2 separate regions of the Sus scrofa genome follow, and region 1 is linked to region 2. A link is a contact called in public HiChIP or PLAC-seq data. All regions are on one chromosome and are shown on one strand. The core of a region is the stretch at or near the end of the contact, and the rest is flanking DNA. Distances in the headings are between cores, read along the strand shown. Region 1 holds the start of MAP2K3 (dual specificity mitogen-activated protein kinase kinase 3). Region 2 holds the start of TMEM11 (transmembrane protein 11, mitochondrial).

What was found. HiChIP or PLAC-seq counts read pairs in DNA pulled down with a chosen protein or histone mark.
Region 1: an H3K27ac HiChIP or PLAC-seq map of skeletal muscle shows a contact between it and region 2. The contact joins the promoter of MAP2K3 here to the promoter of TMEM11 in region 2. A contact is called at or near these places in 2 of 2 datasets of contacts at active chromatin or transcription factors (alveolar macrophages and skeletal muscle).

What each region holds. Positions count from the first base shown.
Region 1 is chr12:61,394,985-61,398,378 of Sscrofa11.1, forward strand. It overlaps MAP2K3 (dual specificity mitogen-activated protein kinase kinase 3), which reads left to right and starts at 1,353. Exons shown (of 12, transcript XM_021068056.1): 1 at 1,353-1,588. The coding sequence starts at 1,540.
Region 2 is chr12:61,361,517-61,364,600 of Sscrofa11.1, forward strand. It overlaps TMEM11 (transmembrane protein 11, mitochondrial), which reads right to left and starts at 1,345. Exons shown (of 2, transcript XM_021068054.1): 1 at 1,016-1,345. The coding sequence starts at 1,074.

The DNA.
Region 1 (3,394 bases), core at 103-2,602, 33 kb after region 2:
GACCCATTTGGGACAGAGTGCTCTGGGCAGCTCCAGACACCCAGGAGTGGTGAGCGCTTCCTGTAGGAGGTGTCCACAGTGTGTTTACAAACATCTCTTGGGCACCTAGTGAGTTCCAGGCCTGAAGCCAGGCACTTCCAAGGTGGCGGTCATGGACTAATTTCAGAGAGGCCTCGTTGTCCCCATGGGACAGGGCTGTAAGCAGCAGTGTTGGCATTTGAACCCGTAGCCTGAGGAGTCCATAGCTCATGCCTTTCTGCCCACTGCCGGGAAAGATGAGCCAGAGACACAGGAGGAAATAATGATAATTAGTAGGCCTCCCCTTATCTCATCTGACTGTGTGGGTGGGCCCCGAGGGTCACCTCTGTCTTAAAAGCAGGAAGGCTCCACGCCTTTCTAGCAGGTGGTGGAATCTGCTTCCCTCACGTGAGATGCCTGGCAGGTCACACGCTCATACCTGCCTGAAGCCAGGGGCTGACCCTGTGACCTTTGCCAGGCCGGCTATCCAAGTCCTGGTCCCAGTTTGCCAGCTTGGTCAGTGGCTCCTGAAATCCCAAGCTCCCACGTGGGAGCAGAAAGGGCACCGGCCCGACTGGACATTATACAGATGAGCAGACTGAGGCCTCGAGAGGAGGAGGGACGGAATCAAGGGCGTGGGAGAGAGCCAGGACTAGACCTTGGCTGAAATGCTTTGAGATGCCGTCTTACTCGCTAAGGCTGTTTCCGCACGTGTAGAACCGGGCGGGGGCAGGGGACACAGCCCTCAGAGCTACCGACGTTTGCTGACTTCTCCCCAGGTACCACCAAGCCGGCCTTTGTGTCCCCAGCCGTTGCTGAATACGGAATAAACATGCGCACGCCGGGCATTCAGTCAACAAACACCTCTTGCGTGTCGGTGGAAGCCAGGGTCTCTTCCCACCAGCAGCGCCGGGAGGCGGGGACGCGAAAACAGGCTCGGGTGGCCTGACTTGCCCAGGTCAGCCCCGCTATGAAGTAGTCGAATCGGGATCTGACCCCAGCTTCACCCCCGGGGCGCACTTCGAGCCCACCGGCGGCACCCGCCTTCCTGCTCCCCAGGGCCTCCGCCAGGCCGCCGGGGACACCCGGTCGCTGCGCACACTGCGGGGCTCGAGTCCGGGTGGGCGGGGCTTGCGCCTGGTCGGCGGGGGTGCGGAGCCTGACTGGTTTCCAGGTGGCAGGCGGGCTTGACAGGCGGTGGGAGGAGCCACATCCCCGGCCAACGGAGGGCGAGGCTTGAGCTTGACGGGCAGCCCCGGGCCCGCGTTTGATAGGCAGGGGCCGGGCCCCGGAGACCGGAGGACCAATGGGGGTGCGGGGCGGGGCTTGCGTCGGCGCCGTCCGGCCGGGGCCCCAGTCGCGCTGCCCAGTCTGGCCCCGCCGCCGCCTGCCGCGGTCGCGTCCTCGCCGCCGCCCTGGCCGCCGCCCGGGCCGCCCGCCCGCAGCCATGAGCGCGTTCCGCTCGGGCCCAGCCCGTCGCCCCCTGGACTAATCCCGCTGCCGCCCCGACCCGCCTGCACCATGGAGTCGCCCGCCGCGAGTCCTCCCGCCGGCGTGCCCCCGCCCAAAGGTAGGAGCGCCTGGACTGCAGACGCGAGTCTTGCGCGGTCCTCTGGCCCGGCCTCGAACCTCTCGCTCTTCGGTCCCGCGCCCATCCTGGGACCTCGACTGGGTCCCATTTTAGGCTTTGGGGCTGCACCCAGGCCCAAACTCAGGCGGGGGTCTGGTCCTGATCACCCCGCTCCGGGTCAGGAACGTCCATCTGACCTCCCGGTTTGGGCCTTAACTGCACCCTGGACAGGAACTCTCCCAATCCGGGTCCCTCAGCTGGACCGAGGTGGGAGTCACTCTGAGCCCGCGCCCAGCCCGCTTCCACTTCTGGATACCGGGGTTGCATCCAGGCTGGGATTTAACTGGCTCCACGTCTGGGCCCCAGCGGTGCCCCCTGCTGGGGATCTCCCGTGTGGGTGCCCTGGCTAGGCTCCAGCTCAGAACTCCCCGTCTCCCCCCCAACCCCCACCGCGCTCCATCCTCCTAGGCTCCACATTGTGCGCTCCCTGGCCTGCCTGCATCCCGCCCTGCAGCCCTGTCTCCCTGGGAACCTCCCTGAGCCTCCCACCTGGCTCTGCTGCACAGCCCCCTCTCATGGGCTCGCCTTGTCCCGAGTTGCAGCCTCCTCTGCACCAGGGAGCTCACCCTCTCCTGCGCATGTCTCCAGGGTTGATTGGTCCCAGGTCTGTCCCGCTGCCTGTGGGTCCTGGGCCACTGCCAGGCCGGGTGCTGGCTGTGCAATGGGCTTGCTCTTGTCTTCTCCAAGTAGCCGGCCTTCCTGGAAATTTTTGTGAGGTGGCGGCTGCGGCGGCCGGATTTGTCATGCAGAGGGGGAGGACGAGACTTGGAGGGCAAAAGGGGGATTTTTTTGGCAGGGAGAGGCAAGGATGTTTTGGCCTGTCGGAGTCTTGGCGGGCTGGGCTGCGTGAGACGTTTCCAAACCGGACACAGCCCTGATGAATGGGCTGCCCCCCCAGCCTGCTGCCTCATCCCAGCGGCAGGAGCGTCTCTGGGCCCCGGTGTCCTTATCACACCTGCTTCCGTGGACTGTGGACTCTGGGCATGAGACGGTGAACCCTGAAGAGTTTTAGGCCAGTGTGGGTGATGAGGCGAAGGGCTCGCGTGGTCACAGTTTTTCTAGCTGGAAAGGCCTCAGCCATGTGGGATCAAGGCTTTGCCTCTGTTTGGATTGTAGCTGCAGAGTGAGGGGGAGAAAGGCAACAGCTGGAGCTCAGCGGCCCGCATCAGGGGTTGTCCCTGCTTCTCTTTTTCTGGGTGTGTGTGTGTGGGGGGCAGGCAGCTGGAGGGCTTGTGGGGTCCTGGCGAGGGTGTGGGTCCTTGCCTGCCCCTGCTCCTGGCGGCTGCGGTGGCTGTGGGCCGGAGCCCAGCCGGCCGGGTGGGCAGGGTAATTACGTCTTACCTAAGTGGGAGGCCGGATCCCTGACCATTGCCCAACCGCTGTGAGTAACCCAGGAGGCACTCGAGGGGGAGATGGCTGGGGAGGGATGTGCCCTGTGCAGACCTCGTGGAGCTCAGGAACTGGGAAATCGGGCACTTCTCTTCCCCAGCTCCAGGTCGAGGCCTGGCCTGGCCAGGGCTGTGAGATCCGGGGCAGGTCCACGCATCACTCTGGGCCACAGTGTCTTTCAGGGGCAGAGAGAAGACGATGGAAGCCGTGTTTGTTTGTGACGGTCCTTCCAGGTGGGGAAACCCTCGTCGAAGTAAAAATTGCAGGTTGCATAGTTACGGAGGGAGAGGGCTCGTGTGTGTGAAGGGATAAAGCACTTTTGGCAGACGCGCGTGCTGTGTGACCTGAGCTGAGGTG
Region 2 (3,084 bases), core at 95-2,594:
GAGCTGAAGAATGGACAACGTTGGGTGACGCTGAGCTCAAGCATAAAATGCAAGTGAACACAACTAACAAAACAAGGCAAGAGCAACAAACATGTGACGGAATCAGTCAAAGAAAAGGAACAACGCAGAATAGTTAAGCGTCAGAACAGAGAAGGAAAGGGAGAAAAAGAAAGAACTTCGCTGTATTCCAATCTTCACAGAAAAGAAACGAAAAAGAAAAGCGAAGGTCTTGCTGACCTCTACTAGGCCACTCCGGTCCTAAGCGAATGGTCAGGGCAATTCACACCAGGTGACTCCCCCAACAAGCACTCTTTCCCAAATTTCTGGTGGGTGAACAGCTTCTAGTGGCTTCCACTAGCTAAACTGTTTTCTAGGAGCAAAAACTGTGAACTCGACACGAAACACGACAACTACTCCCACCTCGTCTTCTAGAAATGAGTCCTCTAAATCAAAATCCACCTTGAAAGAAACAAGCCCCTAGCTCCCTACTCGTAACACACCCTTCGTTAGGAAAGGTCACTGCAAAGGACTTCCACGGCAGGGGCGCTCGCAGAGAAGCCTCCAAAGTCCCAGGAATCACCCCCGGAGAAAAGCGGCCGGCTTGGAGCCCGGAGGCCACAGAGCGGAAGGCGGAGGCCCCGGTAAACGTGCGGACCGCACCGCGCTTCCCGCACCGACCCGCGATGGGAAGGCTTCCCCTTCCCGCTCCGTCCCGGGAGCCACCCCTCGCCGCGGCCGAAAGAACTCCCCGCGCGACCAGGCGGGCGGGCTCTGGTGCCGCTCGGCCCGCGGCATTCAGGCGGGCCCCGCGGCGGCCCGACGGTGCCCGGGCTGCCGTCGCCCCTCCCCGGGCCCGCCGCGGAGGCCGCGGAGGCCGGAACCGGGACCCCGCGCGGCCGGCGGATGCACCGGGGAGAGCCGCGCGTCGGAGGCAGGGGCAGTGCTGCAACCCCAAGGGCGTCGCCGGCTTCCCGCCCCGCGCCGCCCGCAGGGAAGGGAACAGCGCCCGTCTCACCTCTCTCGCGCGGGGCCGCCGCCGCCCGGGCCGAGACGCCTCCTTCCCCACGCGGCCATCTTGGAGACTCTCCGCTCGCGAAAGCCTCGCGCCGGGCGGCCTCGCGACAGCGCACGGGCGGGAGGGAGATGTAGTCCGGCCGCCGCCCCAGACAGAGCCCCCGGCTGGGGCCGGGCCCCGCGGGACCACAAGGTCCACAATGCACCGCGCGCAGGCAAGGCCTGCCCCGAAGCCGCCCGGGAAACGCAGGCCAGCCCAGCGGCGCGGAAAGCCCACTTCCGGGCTCGACTCCTCGGCGCCCCGGGCCCTTCCGGAGGGCCTGCCGCTCGAGGTCACCGAGGGGCCGCTCCCGCTCGTCCCCCACATCCTCGGGAGGCTAGGCACAAGCGGCTCCCGCCGCCACCGAGTCCTTGCTGGCAAGCCGTCGGCGGGGAGGGTCTGGAAGAGGAGAAGGGGCCGAACTTAACGTGTGGCGGCGGCTGGGAGAGACCGGGCTCCGCGCGCATATCCCGCTCCTGTCCGGCCGCGGTGACGAAAACGCAGTCCAGCCCTCGGCCCCTGAGAAGGCAGTGCTGGCCCATCACCCCGCCGACGGGGCCCTGCCTGGACGCAGCCGCGACGGGCAGGCGGCGCAGCCCGGTGACTCCTAAGCGCTGTTCCCGCGGAGCCGGGGCCAGTCCGGGGGTCCCTGCAGCCTTTGAAGTCGCAGTCCCTCAACTGCTCTCCACACAACGTGGCTGGACGTATTAGTTGGCCCCATAACTGTTTGAGCCACTGTCGTGCGGAAATCCGCTCCGGGGTCAGAAACGGAGAAGCGCGGCCCCTGCTCTCAGCCCTCAGGTCTGGACGCACCGGGCGAGCCGGCGCCCCGATGCGGCTCCCCCACCGAAGGGTCCCCAGGATTTCCTTGCAGTTCGCATTCGCCAGCAGAACGGAACGTTTGAGGCCGTTCCACAGACCCTCATTACCTACCAGACGCCGCTCAAGCCCGTCAGGGCAGCCTTGGAGCCCCTCCGTTCTTTGGAGGCTGCTCTCCCCTCCAGCTTCCGTCGCAAATTCAGAGCTTCCTTGCTGTGGCTAAAATGCTTTTCGGTCCCTGAGAAGTACCTGCTCTTCCTGTTGGGTCACAGCCCACCTCCAGGTGCTGGCTCTGGACCCTTGTGAGTCGTCTGTTTCCTCTGGACCAGTGTGCTGATGCCGAGGGTTTCCAGGGATTCTAGAACAGGAACTGTGAAAAATGGGGGTGAGCCAGTTCCCGCTGTGGCGCAATGGAAATAAATCCGACTAGTATCCATGAGGATGCGGGTTTGATCCCCGGCCTCGCTCAGTGGGTGGGGGGTCCGGTGTCGCCCTGGCTGTGGTGTAGGCTGGCAGCTGCAGTTCTGATTCGACCCCTGGCCTGGGAACTTGCATATGCAGCCCTGGGCGCAGCCCTAAGAAAAGTAAGTACATTAATAAAATGGGGGTGATTTTACCTCTCTTGGTCATTGTCTAATTAGGAAAAGAAAAATCCATCCTAGATATTTCAAGCAAAAGGAATTTAATACAAGGCGTTGTTTATGGATGTGTTCGGAGGGCCAGAGCAGCTGGGGGGCAGTAAGGACCCCCACAGGCTGGTGACTGAAGGGAGCAGCTGTGGCCCCTAAAGCTGAAGGAGCAAAACTGTTGTCCTGATTCTTGCTGCCAGAGCAGGAGCTGGGAGCTGGGTTTGGCAGTGAGCTCGATGGGTGTGTTGTGCTGTAGTGGAGCTTTCACTGCAGTGGCAGGAAATGGTCAGCCAGCCAGGAAACAAGAACAGTCCAAGAAGTGATAGAGGGTCAGAACGAGAGGGAGGGACAGGATGAGAGTGCCCAGGGAGGCGGCATCAGCCTTTCCTCCTGCCTAGAATTTGCATGTGATATCTGGAGGGCAGCAGCCATTCTGTGACCACGAGGCAACAAGCATGAGGGCAAAAGCCACCACATGAAGGATGATACGAGGAAAGATGCAAAGAGCCCGGGCCTCTCGGGACATCACGGCACCACAGCATGAGACCTAGACCTTCGTCCTCCAGACTTGGTGCTGCTTAA